Linked DNA regions of Mus musculus: all the other regions are linked to region 3. Evidence: chromatin contacts called from public HiChIP or PLAC-seq and promoter capture Hi-C data. All regions are on one chromosome and are shown on one strand. The core of a region is the stretch at or near the end of the contact, and the rest is flanking DNA. Distances in the headings are between cores, read along the strand shown. Region 1 has its middle 7.2 kb from the start of Gm23817. Region 2 holds the start of Plekhd1os (pleckstrin homology domain containing, family D (with coiled-coil domains) member 1, opposite strand). Region 3 overlaps Exd2 (exonuclease 3'-5' domain containing 2).

Region 1 (4,241 bases), core at 1,240-3,739, 130 kb after region 3:
CCAAGTGATCCAGACCTAAGTTGATTTTGTTATGAAGACAATAAAATTATGAGCTTTAAACCAGGCGTGGTGGCACATGCCTTTAATCCCAGCACTCGGGAGGCAGAGGCAGGTGAATTTCTGAGTTCGAGGCCAGCCTGGTCTACAAAGTGAGTTCCAGGACAGCCAGGGCTACACAGAGAAACCCTGTCTCAAAAAAACAAAAACAAACAAAAAAAAATTATGAGCTTTTACTACCCCTGTCCCCCGCCCCAAACTCGAATCCAAACTGGGCCTGGGAGATGGTTCAGTAGATAAAGTGCAGACCCAGCCAGCACAAGAACTGAACTTGGACGCTTAGCATCCACACAAAGTTGGTTAGGCATGGCTACTGCCCTGTGATCCCAGCCGTCATGGCCAGAGAAAGAGGCTCTCAGATCAACTTGACTAGCAAGACAAGGAGCTGACCAGCCCTGCATTCAGTGAGAACATGCTTTGTAAGTAAGTGAAGATTAATCAAGAGAGGCACTGGATATCCACTTCTTACCTCCATCTGCATGCACATACATGGGAATATGTGTACCCACACATGTATGTACACATACATGCAAGCACGCATACATACAGGTATGCACACCACACACACCCACACATACATGTGCAAGAATGAGAATTTCAAAGTAATAATAGAGAATCAAGCCAAGTGTGGGGCCTTCTTACTCAGCATCAGTCCTGCAAAGCTACCCGAGGCAAGGCCCCAGGCTGAATGCACATCTGCTATATCCTGGTACATAAGAGATGTTCAAAGCCTGTAGGAAAAGTAAATAAAACGATACATGCTTACCACCTAGTGCATTCCAAGCACTATTCTGGGCACAAAGACAACAATAAACAATACCGGCAAAGGCCCCTGGTTTCCAGACACATGTACCCTAGAGGGACAGAAAAAGCAATGCACCCCCTAGAAGACAAACAGGATTGTTCTGAGATGTGGATGGAGAAAATAAAGCAGAATGATGGGGCTGCATAACTAGGGAGGTGGCTTGGAGGGGTGGGGCCGACTCCTCGGGCAGGAGTTGGCTTTTGATGCCTACTGTCCTAGGTATAGGAGCCACCAGGGCACCTCTTTCCAGGTGAGTTATTCATGTAAGGCTTGGCAGGATAAGTGCCAGGGTAGAATGCATCGCATCCCATCCCTATTGGATCTCTACAGTGCTCAGTTCACACCCCTCCTGTCCCAACCTCATCCTGGGCTACTCTCTCTCTTCCATTGCTCTGCTGATCTTTCCGACTCCAGGTGGCACCCTCCTTAACTACAGTTAGGACCCTCACACAGCAGATACCACTCCACCTGCTGGCTTTTTTTCCTCTTTCAAATCTCAGTGACCTGATGTGACCTCAGAGGAACCCCTGAGTGCTCAAGTTCCAGCTGTTGATCTGGGTCTATGCTTGCTCACATGGGCCCTCTGCGTAAGGGCCGTCTTGCAACATGGCAGCTTGGAGCCCCAGAGTAAACAATATAAGAGAGAGAACACTTAGGTGGAAGCCATTGCTTTCCTAATACTCCTAATACTAGAGGAAGGCTCCATGACTTCTGATGTCCTTTATTTATTAGGAGAACTTTATTAGCAGATCCACCCTTATTAGGGTTTACACAGGGTGTGCCACCATTTAATGAGGATCCTTAAGGAGGTCGTATTAGGGAATGCCCATCACACAGATGTGCCCACTGGAAAATGACAGTCAGTGAAGAGTCTTTTAGTTCTCAGTGTCAGAGAGCAGGCTCATACCAGAAAGGACTCTCCACCGACCCTCAAAGTGAGAGAAGTTTATAAAGCCCTAAACCACAACTATATCACAGCAGGTCTCCAAAGTTTCAGATCATTTCATTAAACAAGTTGTCTTAGGTTGTAAAACAATAGACTTCCGGGAGTGGGGTGTGGCTGCATGAGGATGCTCTGTTCAGCAGGATGGGCTCTGAGGGACTGGGTAGGGTAAGGACACAAAACAGCTAAAACTAGGACAAAATGAAGCCACCTTTCATAGGCCATGTGACCCGAAGTGAGCCAATCAGAACATTTCCTTAGGAGGTTTTTGTTTGTTTGTTTGTTTGTTTGTTTTTACCTGACTAGTCTTTAAAACAAACTTCCCTCTGTTGAGCTCAGATTGCAAAAACCCCAAAGAGACCACCAGGAACCACAACTCCAATGCAAGCACGTGAGTCTTTATTCAAGCTCGAGAAAGCTTGGGCCACAAACTATCCGGATGCAACAGCATAGGAGAGCCACCCTGAGGTCTAGGGAAGTCTAGGGAAAGGGGTTTTTAAAGGAAAACAATGCAAACAGGGGTGGAGTTGGGGATTGCTCAGCCTTGACATTAAATGATTGGGTACAAAGTTTACGGGGAAGTTGACTTTTAAAATGATTGATTTGTTTTAGGTACCAAGGCCACAAACAGTTCTGGCCTGGCCATTTGGGTGGGAGGGTTGCTAGGAAACAGTATCTCCTGAGTGTAGAAAAGAATGCAGCAGGACTGGTGACTCCTAGCAGCTGCAGCTGGCCAGATGGGTTTCACCCTGGGGAATGGTTCTTTGTTTAAACTTATGTTTCTGGGCCTCCACTTAGGTCTCTTACCTCTCACTCCTCCCTTTTTTTGTGTGTTCTGGTTGTCCCAGAACTTGGTGTGTAGACCAGACAGCCCTTGAACTCAGAGACTCACCTGCCTCTGCCTTTCAAGAGTTGGAGTTAAAGGCATGCACAGACATGCTGGCTTGAATGAATCTTTAAAAGTGATAATGTTGCTTTGTCTCTTACTGGTAGCCCAGGTTGGCACCAAGCTCAGAGCCTTCCATTTTCTACCTCTCCATTGCCATCACAGGTGTCAACCAACCATGGCCAGTTGGGAGAATTGGGCTGGAGAGATGGTTCAGTTTGTAAAGTGCTTGCTGTGCAAACATCAAGACCTCAGTTCAGATCCCACCACTCACTAAAAAGCCAGGAGTGGTGATGTGCAGAATTCTGGGGGAGGGATGTGGAGCTGCGATGATCTCTGTAGTTTGGTGGCCAGCCTACCTGAATTGCTGAGCTCCAGGTACAATGAGAGACCCTGTCTCAAAAATAGCGTAGGCTCACCATGTAAAGACGACTGCTGCCAAGCTTGATGACCTGAGTTCAATCCTCAGGCCCTTCGTGATAGGAGAACAGACTCCTCCAAATTACAAGTGCCCTCCCATCATATATAATAAATAAGGACATTTTGAATAAATAAACAGAGCTGGGAGCAGTGGCACAATCCTTTAATCCTAGCACTCAGGAGGCAGAGACAGGCAGATTTCTGTGAGTTGAAGGCCATCCTGGTTTATATAGTGAGTTCCAGGACATCCCAAGCTATATAGTAGACACTGTCTCAAAAATAAGTAAGTAAATAAATAAATAAACAAACAAATAAAATTTAAAAATAGAGAGTGCTTGAGAAAGGCATCCAGTGTCTACCTCTGGCTTCCAGGCATACATGTTCACATGTGCATCTTGTACATGCACACATGAACATTCACATAGGTACACACACACAAATGGTACAATCAGATGACCCTATGGACAGTCATGTTCCTCATCAAGAGGAAGAAGCTGATCTGTGGGAAGAGTGAACTGCCGCTTCAGGGAAATGGGAACCTTTTTGTGAAAAGGCTAGAGTCCCTGGTTCCACTGGGCCCTCAGCCCCACCCACGCTCAGGCACAAGTTTGGCTACATTAGTCAAAGGAGCCCCTTTCCTTGTTTGGGGTTTGGTCATTTGTGACAAGAGGATGGTGACTGACTAGAGGACACAGGGATACCTTGAAGGGTGGCCAGCTGGGAAATGAGTTGTTGGGGACTATGAAGGTCTGAGCCAAGGCACTGGCACAGTCATTAGGGGCTAAACAGGAGGATGTGTAAGAACCAAGGGCGGGGGACTGGGGACCAAAGGAGAAAGTGAGAAATGAAGCCTCCTACCCTGCTCTCAGGTGTGAACAGCTGCTGACTGCCACCTCGAGGAAGCAGGGAGAGCTGCTTTGGGTGGGCTCTTCAGGGATGATGGCTATGGGCTCAGACTGCTTTCAAGGTGGGGGGTGATGTCAGCTGGTCTACAGGAGAAACATCCCAGTCTTCAGCCTCCCTTGCTCTATCCTTGGGACCTATGGGATGCTAAAATCAATTGCTAGTCTCAGACAAAAACCCACTTTTGCAAATCACCAGTGACCACAGACACCCTGGAGACTGGTGGC
Region 2 (4,195 bases), core at 41-2,540, 210 kb after region 3:
AGTTCCCTCCCGGCCAACAGCGCTCTGGAGCTTCGCCCCAGCCGCTGGCTAAGCTTCCCGCGCCCCTCCGCTCTCCGCTCCGCTCGTCGGGATACGCGCCCCGACGGCGTTCCCAGCTGCCTGCACTCGCCGTGCCCACTGCTTCCCACTGTCCTCCCTGTCCCTTCCAGTCCCACGAAGGGAGTGGGCCCGGCCAGGGCACAGTCTTCGAGATACGATGTTCACATCCAAGTCCAACTCCGTGTCGCCATCGCCGTCCCTGGAGCAGGCGGACGCGGACGCGCTGGACATCAGCACCAAAGTGCAGCTCTACGGGGTTCTGTGGAAACGGCCGTTCGGGAGATCCTCGGCCAAGTGGTCCCGGCGGTGAGTTGTGTCCCCCGCGTCCTGGGAGACCTCCCTTCCCCACCCCTCCCTACCCCGGGAGGGAGCCCCGAGCTTCAGGACCCCTCCCACTCATCTAGTCACCGCCCTGCCTCAGCCTTCCGCTGTGACCTTGACCTGCCCAGCCAGTTTCTCTCTATGCTGTCCCCCACCTGGAAGATGCGACTTTAATTGGTCGCTAGAGCTAGAATGGCCGGTAGATGCCGGGAATTCTCTGTGGAATGAACTAAGTCGCGAGTCCCAAGTGGCGAGGCTGCATGTGGGCTAGAGATTGAGGTTAGGTCGGGCCAGTCTGCAGAAGGAGAAATCCCATCCCAACCAGATTCTCCAGAGACCTCCACAGCCAATTCCATCCCTTGGCCGAGGCTTTAAGTGGGCTGGGAAATGGGCGTCTCTCTCCTCTATCCTTTCACGCATCCTCAACCTTACATGGTATTTGAGCAAGCCCGACCACTGCCACTCTGAAGTACTCGGGAGAAAGGAGAATCACAAACCTTCTCTAAGGAGTTGTGTTGGAAACTGTGCCCTGACATCACTGAAGTTAGAGTGGGAGAGAGGATATATTGGTCCTGTCCAAAGGACTGGTTGGGAGGGGGTGTTGGGCAATCCTTGCCCTATTATCAGCACGAGGCTCTCTGCCCCAACTCCAAAGGAAAGCCCAGATGCCAATAGGGCTTTCTATGGCCATGACAAGTGTTGGGAGAAGGGGCACTCCCAGACCTGGGCTTGCAGGAACCTCACAAAGCTGACTGCATGTGCACTAGGCCATTTTCTACACAGCTTTTATCATTAAGTCAACACAGATTTCCTGCAGTGTCTAGAAGACTCAGACTTCGTCCTGGTCCCTCCCTGGAGGGTATGAACATTCTTGGAAGCACAGCCCCCTCTCCCTCCCACACCTTGAGTCTGAAGGCCTCTGATGTTTTCAGGGCTGCAGATCACGTGTGTGTGGTAGTGGTTAGTTCTGATCAATTTTGATGAATAATTTAATATTCCTGTAAGACCTCAGGACAAATGGAGGTGTGGATGGGATTTCATGTTTTACAGAGCTGGTTTCATACACTTTTATTACTTCTGCCTGATTTCTCTTGGGGACTTAATGGATTACAGACCCCCTTGAGTGCCTCCCAAGTTGAGTTTTCCTCTGATGTTTTAAGTGAAGGCTCTGTGCAGAGTGAAGATTATATGAGAGACTCACAGGGCTGAACTGTCTGATGGCAGCCACTGAGGGCCAAGAACATTCTGTCTCTGCCACTTGTGTGTGTGTGTGTGTGTGTGTGTGTGTGTGTGTGTGTGTGTGTGGTGAGTGCAGAGGTAGGGGAGGGGAGGGGACGGGAGGGGTTATTGTTGACTCCCAGCAGAATATCCTGAGCACTACTGTAGGCAGCCATCTCTCTCCATTGGGTCTGACTATCCCAGGTACTCTTCTGAGTCCTCATTTAATTTAAGACTACCCTGCCAGGCATCTTCACCCGATTGCATCCGGTATGTGGTAGGTGCCAGGCTGAGTGTCCTGGCTCCCTGTATGGGGTTGGGGGCGGGTGAGCCTGGCTCCTGCATAAACAGTTAATTTGAGGCTGATAGCCCAGGGCACTTGGAGTTGGGGCCCCAAGTTTCCAACAGCAGTTCCCACAGCGGCCCAAACCAAACCAGTCAGTCTAAGTCAAAACAGTAACTGCAGGACCAAGTTAGTTCTGTGTCCTCTGAAAGAGGCTGTCACCTCTGTCTCAAGAGCTTCCTGTGCAGACTCTCTCTCCTCTGGGTCTCAGAAAACCTCCTACCTGCCAGCTCTAGGTCTTTGTTCACGGCCCCTCCTCTGGGAGGATCACCTCCCCATCCTCCATTTCCCCTTGAGTCAGTAACAGCCAGTCAGAAAGTCTGGGTACAGAGGAGTGATGCACAGCCAGCCTCCTCTTGCTGCCCAGTAGGGCCTCTGGGCTCCACTTTCCCATTTGTGAAGTGCAGTCTCTGGACCTCAGATAATTAGTGACCACAGGAAGGCTTGGGACAGAGCAGCCAATGCCCTCCACTGCAGAAGCTTGCCATTAGAGAAATCAATGCCCTAGTGGGCAGCTGAGGGGAAGAGGCCTGGAAGGGCTCCATGCTGCATAAATAACCACTGGGCAGGATGGAACTGGCTGCGGCTGGCTGACTTCTTTCAAACTCTCCTCCTCGGGTCTGTCTTAGCCGGAGCTCCCAGTACCCCACCACCTCTACCCTCACCTTTCTCAAACAGCAGTAGGAGGATGCTCTCATTGTTAGCTTACTTTCCTGTGGGCAAAGGGAGGGAAGGGACTCAAGAGTGTTCATTAAGAGTGAGGGTAAATTGGCCAAATTGACCTTTTCTTCTTCTCAGGGGAGCATAAACGCAAAGACCTGAGCCCTCTGAACAGGAGGAGTGGATGGGGGGTGGCCTTGGCTTCAGCCTGGGTCGGCAAGAGGTAGATGGGATGCCCTCTGAGGCTCAGCTCACTCTCCTTGCTGGGAATCCATACCCTACACACCCATCCATCCATGGGTAGGTTCCCGCTGGCCTCTTGAGGGTGAGGTAACTTTGGCTCCAAGATCAAACCCCCCAGAAGTTTAAATCCTGCATCTTGTCCTCACTAATCCCCAGGAGGTATCCTGCTGTTGGGTGATCTATAATTTAGGCAGAAGTTGGCCCATTCCTCAGTCTCTCTGACCCCAGCCCAGCCTTCTCTACTGCCACAAAAAACTCCAATCTCTCACACGTGGTCTTTGCGGGCAGAGCAAGCCACACGTAAGGGAAAGGTGACAACTCGGAGACTGAGGGGCATCATGGGAGGGCGAGCTCTGTTTCAGGAGCCTGTTTTATTTGACACTTTTTTTTTTTCAGTTTTTGTGTATGATTTTAGATTTTGTCTATTTATTTTTTTTTTTGTAATTTGCATCTATGCTTGTTTCTACGGATATCATGCGTCTTAGTTAGGGTTTTACTGCTGTGAAGAGACAGCATGACTAAACCAAGTCTTATAAAGGACAACATTTAATTGGGGCTGGCTTACACGTTCAGAGGTTCAGTCCATTACATTAAGGTGGGAGCATGGCAGCATCTAGGCAGGCATGGCGCAGGAGGAGCTGAGAGTTCTACATCTTCATCAGAAGGCTGCTAGCAGAATACTGGCTTCCAAGCAACTAGGACAAGGGTACCTACTCCAAAAAAGCCATACCTCCAAATAGTGCCACTTACTGTGCCAAGCATTCCACTCCCTAGCCCCCATAGGCTATTCAAACATATGAGTCTATGGGGACCATACCTAGCCATAGCATAATAATAAAGTACATTTATTCCAACTTCCAGCGTCCCCGTAGTCTAAAGCAGTCTCCACAATATTGAAGTCCAAAGTTCAAAGCCTCTTCTGAGATCACTTAACTGTAATCCCCAAAGCAAGACAGGAAATCAGCTGAGCAAACTCTAAACTCTGCATCTCCATGTCTGATATAAAAGCAGATTTCAGATCTCCAGCTCCTTTTTCATCTTTGTTGACTGGAACAAACTTCTTTCCCCGAGGCTGGTTCCACTCCCTGTTAGCAGCTTTTCTCAGGAGATAACCCATGGCTCTGGCATTTCGAAAATCGTGGGGTCTCCAAGGCTTATTGTTTCAATGTCTGGGATCCACACATGATCTTCTGGGCTCCTCCAAAGGGCTGGCGTCACTTCTCCAACTCTGCCCTCTGTAGCACTCTAAGCTCAGGTTGATCCACTCTACTGCAGCTGCTATTCTTGGTGATCATCACACAGTACTGGTACTGGCATCTCCAGTACGCTGTGGTCTTCCCCTGTAGCTAA
Region 3 (4,819 bases), core at 674-3,173:
TGTTCTTGTCTCCAGTTCAGGAAAGAATCCTCAGATTATTTTTTTTGTTTTGTTTTGTTTTTTGTTTTTTTGAGACAGGGTTTCTCTGTATAGCCCTGACTGTCCTGGAACTCACTCTGTAGACCAGGCTGGCCTCGAACTCATAAATCCACCTGCTTCTGCCTCCGGAGTGCTGGGATCAAAGGCGTGCAACACCACGCCCAGCCAGATTATTTTCTTTGACATTTACTATCCTCCTTTTTTTTTTTTTTAAAGAACATATTCTTTTTGGATTATTGGATCCCCCGCATTGATCCTTGAGACAGTCTCCTAGTGTCCTGCCTCTGTCTCGTGTCTTGGGGTGGGAGTTGTAGGAATACAGACTCACTGTAGCTGCCCCTGGCTTTCCCACAGGTCTGGTAGGAAAGCTGCCGAGCCAGCACCTTTAGCTGCACCCTGAGCACACTCTATTGAGACAGCTTCTGTCTCTGCTTAGGCTGCAGGCTGTTGACACAGAGTGGGAAGGGTTTCTGCTTTCCTTCCGTTCCCTGCATCACCTCTTTTTCCTCAGAGCTCCTTCTCATGTGCCAGTTTCTCAACTTTAGCATGGATGAATATTGATAGAATCATGTCACATGGAGCTGGGCAGGGTGGCTCACAGCTGTAACTGCTGGAAATTTTCTTGTCTGTCTGGTTCTTTTTTTTTTTTGGTTTTTGGTTTTTGGAGACAGGGTTTCTGTGTGTAGCCCTAGCTGTCCTGGAACTCACTTTGTATAACAGGCTGGCCTCGAACTCAGAAATCCGCCTGCTTCTGCCTCCCTAGTGCTGGAATTAAAGGTGTGTACCACCACGCCTGGCTTCCTGTCTGGTTCTTGTCTCCTGACCAAGAATATTGAGGTACACAATTAGGAGTAAGCAGAAGATAGAGGACATATTTAATGAAAATAAAAGCAGCTCTTGGTAGCCAAGATTTAGTTTTCTATTTTATGTATATGAGTACACTGTAGCTATCTTCAGACAGACCAGAAGAGCGCACCGGATCCCATTACAGATGGTTGTGAGATACCATGTGGTTTCTAGGAATTGAACTCAGGACCCCTAGAAGAGATAGTGCTCTTAACTGCTGAGCCATCTCTCTGGACCCAGGGTTGCCTTTTTAAATGTTAATCCCAGTTGGCTAGTAAATTGGAAGGAAAGGTGGGGACCAATTAGAGAGAGCTCTCCAAGCACAAAGACCTGACTCTGTTGGGTCAGTTGTCAGCAAACAAGACCAGGCTGCCCTTCAGCTCACAGCGATCCAGTCTGCCTGCCCTTGCCCCCAGAGTGCTGGGATTAAAGGCACCACCACCTTGCAGTAGTTAATGTTTAAAAATCATCAAGTGAATTGGGTTGAACAATGGTGGCAAATACCTTTAATCCCAGCACTTGGGAGTCAGAAGCAGGCGGATATCTTGAGTTTGAGGCTAGCCTGGTCTATAGATCAAGTTTCAGGACAGCCAGGGCTACACAGAGAAACCCTGTTTTGGAAAAACAAAAATGAACCAACAAACAAAAGTAGTGGGTTGAGTACAGAGCAGTTACAGCAGGACTTTGGGGGCTGATGGGCTCCTTTTCAGTAGCTGTAGTTAGTCAGGGGTCAGTAATTGTGTATCTGATAGGTTATTTCTCTGCCACCAGTCAAATGAGCCAATTCAAGCCAGATTGGAATATATTAAGTGCAGGTTTATTAGGAAGCTGCTCTGTGGCAAGTTCACTGGCCCCAAGGATTGAGGCTAAGAGAGTCACCATGAGAAGAGAGAGAGGTGAGGGTTGGGGGGAGAAAGGGCAAGAGTGCATAGAGAGAGAGCCGAGAAGGAAAAAATGAGACCAAATGTCTAGTTTACAGAGGGAGGATCCCCCCGGGCTGTAAAGTTCAGGGTTGGGTGCAGGGTATGCCAGACAGGAACTGAGGGATGCTGGGAGAACATGGAGGCCAGGTCTGCTTTGATATGTAAAATATGCACCTCAGTCCCTTGTCCGGGGTCCTAAACCAAACATCCCAGCCCCTACTTCCTGCTAACATTGGGGCACCGTTATGGGATGTGGGCCAAGTCCAGGAAGAACTGGTTGTTTCACTGCTGTCCAGACTGGCCTGTCTGGGGGGAGGGCTGTGTAGGCCCAGTTGAAGCAGTCTGTGAGGCTAGGCCAGAGCACCTGTGTGTGAATAACTGGTTTAGAGCTTTCCTGGATGCAGGCTCTGAGGAAACACCTCGATGTTAGGGGCAGGAGAGAAAGTTAAGGAGTTTATGAGAAAACCTTTTTCTTGGGTGTGTATTTTGAAACTCTTGGGCCTATGGTCTTGGTAATTGGAGGAGGGGTGGGGGGGTCCCAGGACCAGGGTAAGGGAAATAGATCCTACCCTACCCCCAGGAATAGGCAGGTAGGGAGGGAAACAGGTCGTTACTTGACAGTACTCATCTTGAATCCATTTGACTCAAGTGTCTTTCCTGAAGCTTATAACAATCTTTTTAAGTTTACAAAAAAGATAAATCCTTCATAACTTGCATTTATCAACATCAAAATACCTTCCTAGACCATCAAACACTTTCTTAGAAGCTTTCAGCATCTCGTCCCTCTGGCTGCTTGTGTCTCCAGAAAGGAATCCTTTAATCTTTTACCCTTAGAGGTAATCCTTTAGGATTTTGTATAGCTGTCTGTAGGGCCTTCAGTTTAGCCATTATGTGATATAAATTTTTTGAAAAGATGCATTTATTTTTATTCTATGTGCACCAGTGTTTTGCTGACATGTATGTCTGTGTGAGAATGTCAGCTCTCTATAACTGGAGTTACAGCAGTGAGCTGCCATCTGAGTGCTGGGAATTGAACTTGGATCCTTTGGAAGAGCAGCCAGTGCTCTTAAATCACTGAGCCATCTCTCCAACCCCTGTGATTTACATCTGTACTATTTTGATGCTGGAAGAGGTAGTTTCTTGGCCCTGTTGTGCAGAACACAGTTGGTAAGTGTTTGAAAGTTGGTTTGGTTTTGGTTCTGGTTTTGGTTTCTTCCGGTCATTTCCATCTCATCATTGACCTTTCTCAGATATTCTGTCTAGGTCTCAACCTTCAGTTGTCTTCAAGCCAGTTACTAGTTCATCCTTTCAAAACGTTAGGGAAAATTTAGGAAAATTTGTGTTTTAGGTTAATACAAACCTGTGGCAGAATTCTAGGCAATGAATTATCTAGTTTGTTTTCCATAGCAGTTTCTGTTTTTTTGTAACCCTGAGTAAGTTACTTCTTTGTGCCTTGAAACAGACAGGATCTTTGTATGCAGTCTTAGCTGACCTGGAAATGTATATAGACCAGGCTAGCCTCAAACTCAGAGAAATGCCTGCCTCTGTTGGGATTAAATGTATGTGCCACCAAACTTGGTATTTTTTGTTTTGTTTTGTTTTCTGATTTTTTCTTTTTAGTGGTGGTGGTGAATGAAAAATGGCTTTATTAAGGTTATTTTCTAGGGGCTGGAGAGATGGCTCAGCAGTTAAGAGCACTGACTGCTCTTCCAGAGGTCCTGAGTTCAATACCCAGCAACCACATGGTGGCTCACAACCATCTGTTATGAGATCCGATGCCCTCTTCTGTTGTGTCTGAAGACAGCTACAGTGTACTCAGATAAATTAAATAAATAAATCTTAATGACTAAGCCTGGTCTTGAACTCAGCGATTTGCCTGCCTCTGACTCCCGAGTGCTGGGATTAAAGGCGTGCGCCACCACTGTTTGGCCAAACCCAAGGTTTTATGCTACTAAGCAAAAGCTACCCTGCGTGGTATTCCAAAGCGTTTATAATTGAGTTTGAAGGTACTCTGCCTGGCTTGTCTTCCATATCCCACTGACCTCTGGCTTTTCTCTTCAGGTAACTTATGCTGCCAGGGATGCGCAGATTTCAGTGGCTCTCTTTCTCCATCTTCTTGGATACCCTTTCTCTAGAGATTCCTATGAAGAGGAAAGTACGGACCAAATCAACTGGCAAAAAGCCTTGGAGAGATGCAGGAATATGGTAGACATCCCATTCCGAAGCAAAGGACTTGGCCGGCTGGTTGAAGAGGTTAATGGGGAAGCACTGGAGTCGCAGCTGAAGCCGAGAAATAGGAAGGCTAAGACTGATAGAATGGTGCCAGGCAACAACCAAGGGAGAGACCCCAGGAAGCATAAGAGGAAGCCCCTGGGGGTGGGCTATTCTGCCAGGTAACCCGCATGTTCCCTGATGTTGAAGAGTTAGAGCCCAGCTTTACCCTGAGTCAGGCAGCAGAGACCCAGCGTTAATGGACCTTTATGACATTTGCGCTGTGCTTCTGTTTGTGCTCTTCTTCTTCTTCTTTTCCCCTTTGCTCACTTTTCTATTTGTCAGTTGGAATAGAGATGAAAGTATTTACCCATGCTTTGTCACCAACCCTAGTGCAACCTGCAACCTTAGGCCCGTAACTTTAATGGCTTACCAGGTAGAGGCACTTGCCGCCAAACCTAATGGCCTGAGTTAAGTCTTCCGGACCCACATGGTAGAGGGACAAAACTGACTCTCAGAGTTGTCCTCTGATCTCCACATGCACATGTGTGCCCCTCCTCCAGACTAAACAAGCTATAATAAAATATTTAAGGGGTTGTACATTTTATGTTTGAGACAGCTATGAACATGAAGAACATGAAGTCCTCATACTTAGCAGGAGAAGTGCACCTTAAGATTCCTTGTTAATTTAGCGTGATTTCAGCCTCACACCAACTTTATTGTGTAGCTAGTGAGAATCTCCCATGTGACTGACACCTCTCGAGGAGGATGCTTTGAGTGGAAGTGCAATCCCTGGAACA

The links. Promoter capture Hi-C pulls out the DNA fragments that hold promoters and counts their contacts. HiChIP or PLAC-seq counts read pairs in DNA pulled down with a chosen protein or histone mark.
Region 1: a contact with region 3 is called in an H3K27ac HiChIP or PLAC-seq map of embryonic stem cells, with 7 read pairs. The contact joins two enhancer-like sites. A contact is called at or near these places in 3 of 39 promoter capture datasets (3T3-L1-derived adipocytes, cranial neural crest and embryonic stem cells), 16 of 484 Hi-C or Micro-C datasets (the AML12 cell line, the HL-1 cell line, the HPC-7 cell line and 7 more), 7 of 115 datasets of contacts at active chromatin or transcription factors (embryonic stem cells and trophoblast stem cells) and 4 of 9 other capture datasets (adipose tissue, embryonic stem cells, liver and 1 more).
Region 2: a promoter capture Hi-C map of embryonic stem cells shows a contact between it and region 3, with 2.0 times the contacts expected there. The contact joins the promoter of Plekhd1os here to the enhancer-like site in region 3. A contact is called at or near these places in 2 of 39 promoter capture datasets (embryonic stem cells and neural stem cells), 6 of 484 Hi-C or Micro-C datasets (adipose-derived mesenchymal stem cells, cerebellar granule neurons, liver and 3 more), 2 of 115 datasets of contacts at active chromatin or transcription factors (both in embryonic stem cells) and 3 of 9 other capture datasets (adipose tissue, liver and pancreatic islet).

Annotation. Positions count from the first base shown.
Region 1 is chr12:80,613,597-80,617,837 of GRCm38.p6, forward strand. It overlaps the pseudogene Gm46364. Among named protein-coding and RNA genes, the nearest start is that of Gm23817, 7.2 kb to the right of the region's middle. Within about 2 kb of position 2,490, at least 28 of the 459 cell types and tissues checked have an H3K27ac peak or open chromatin away from gene starts, as enhancers often do. A contact at or near this core is called in embryonic stem cells, where this site is marked.
Region 2 is chr12:80,692,662-80,696,856 of GRCm38.p6, forward strand. Plekhd1os (pleckstrin homology domain containing, family D (with coiled-coil domains) member 1, opposite strand) reads right to left here and starts at 1,291. Exons shown (of 3, transcript NR_037995.1): 1 at 1,284-1,291. It overlaps Plekhd1 (pleckstrin homology domain containing, family D (with coiled-coil domains) member 1), which reads left to right. Exons shown (of 13, transcript NM_001177503.1): 1 at 1-366. The coding sequence starts at 218.
Region 3 is chr12:80,485,533-80,490,351 of GRCm38.p6, forward strand. It overlaps Exd2 (exonuclease 3'-5' domain containing 2), which reads left to right. Exons shown (of 9, transcript NM_133798.3): 5 at 3,870-4,201. Among named protein-coding and RNA genes, the nearest start is that of 2310002D06Rik, 19 kb to the right of the region's middle. Within about 2 kb of position 1,924, at least 8 of the 459 cell types and tissues checked have an H3K27ac peak or open chromatin away from gene starts, as enhancers often do. A contact at or near this core is called in embryonic stem cells, where this site is marked.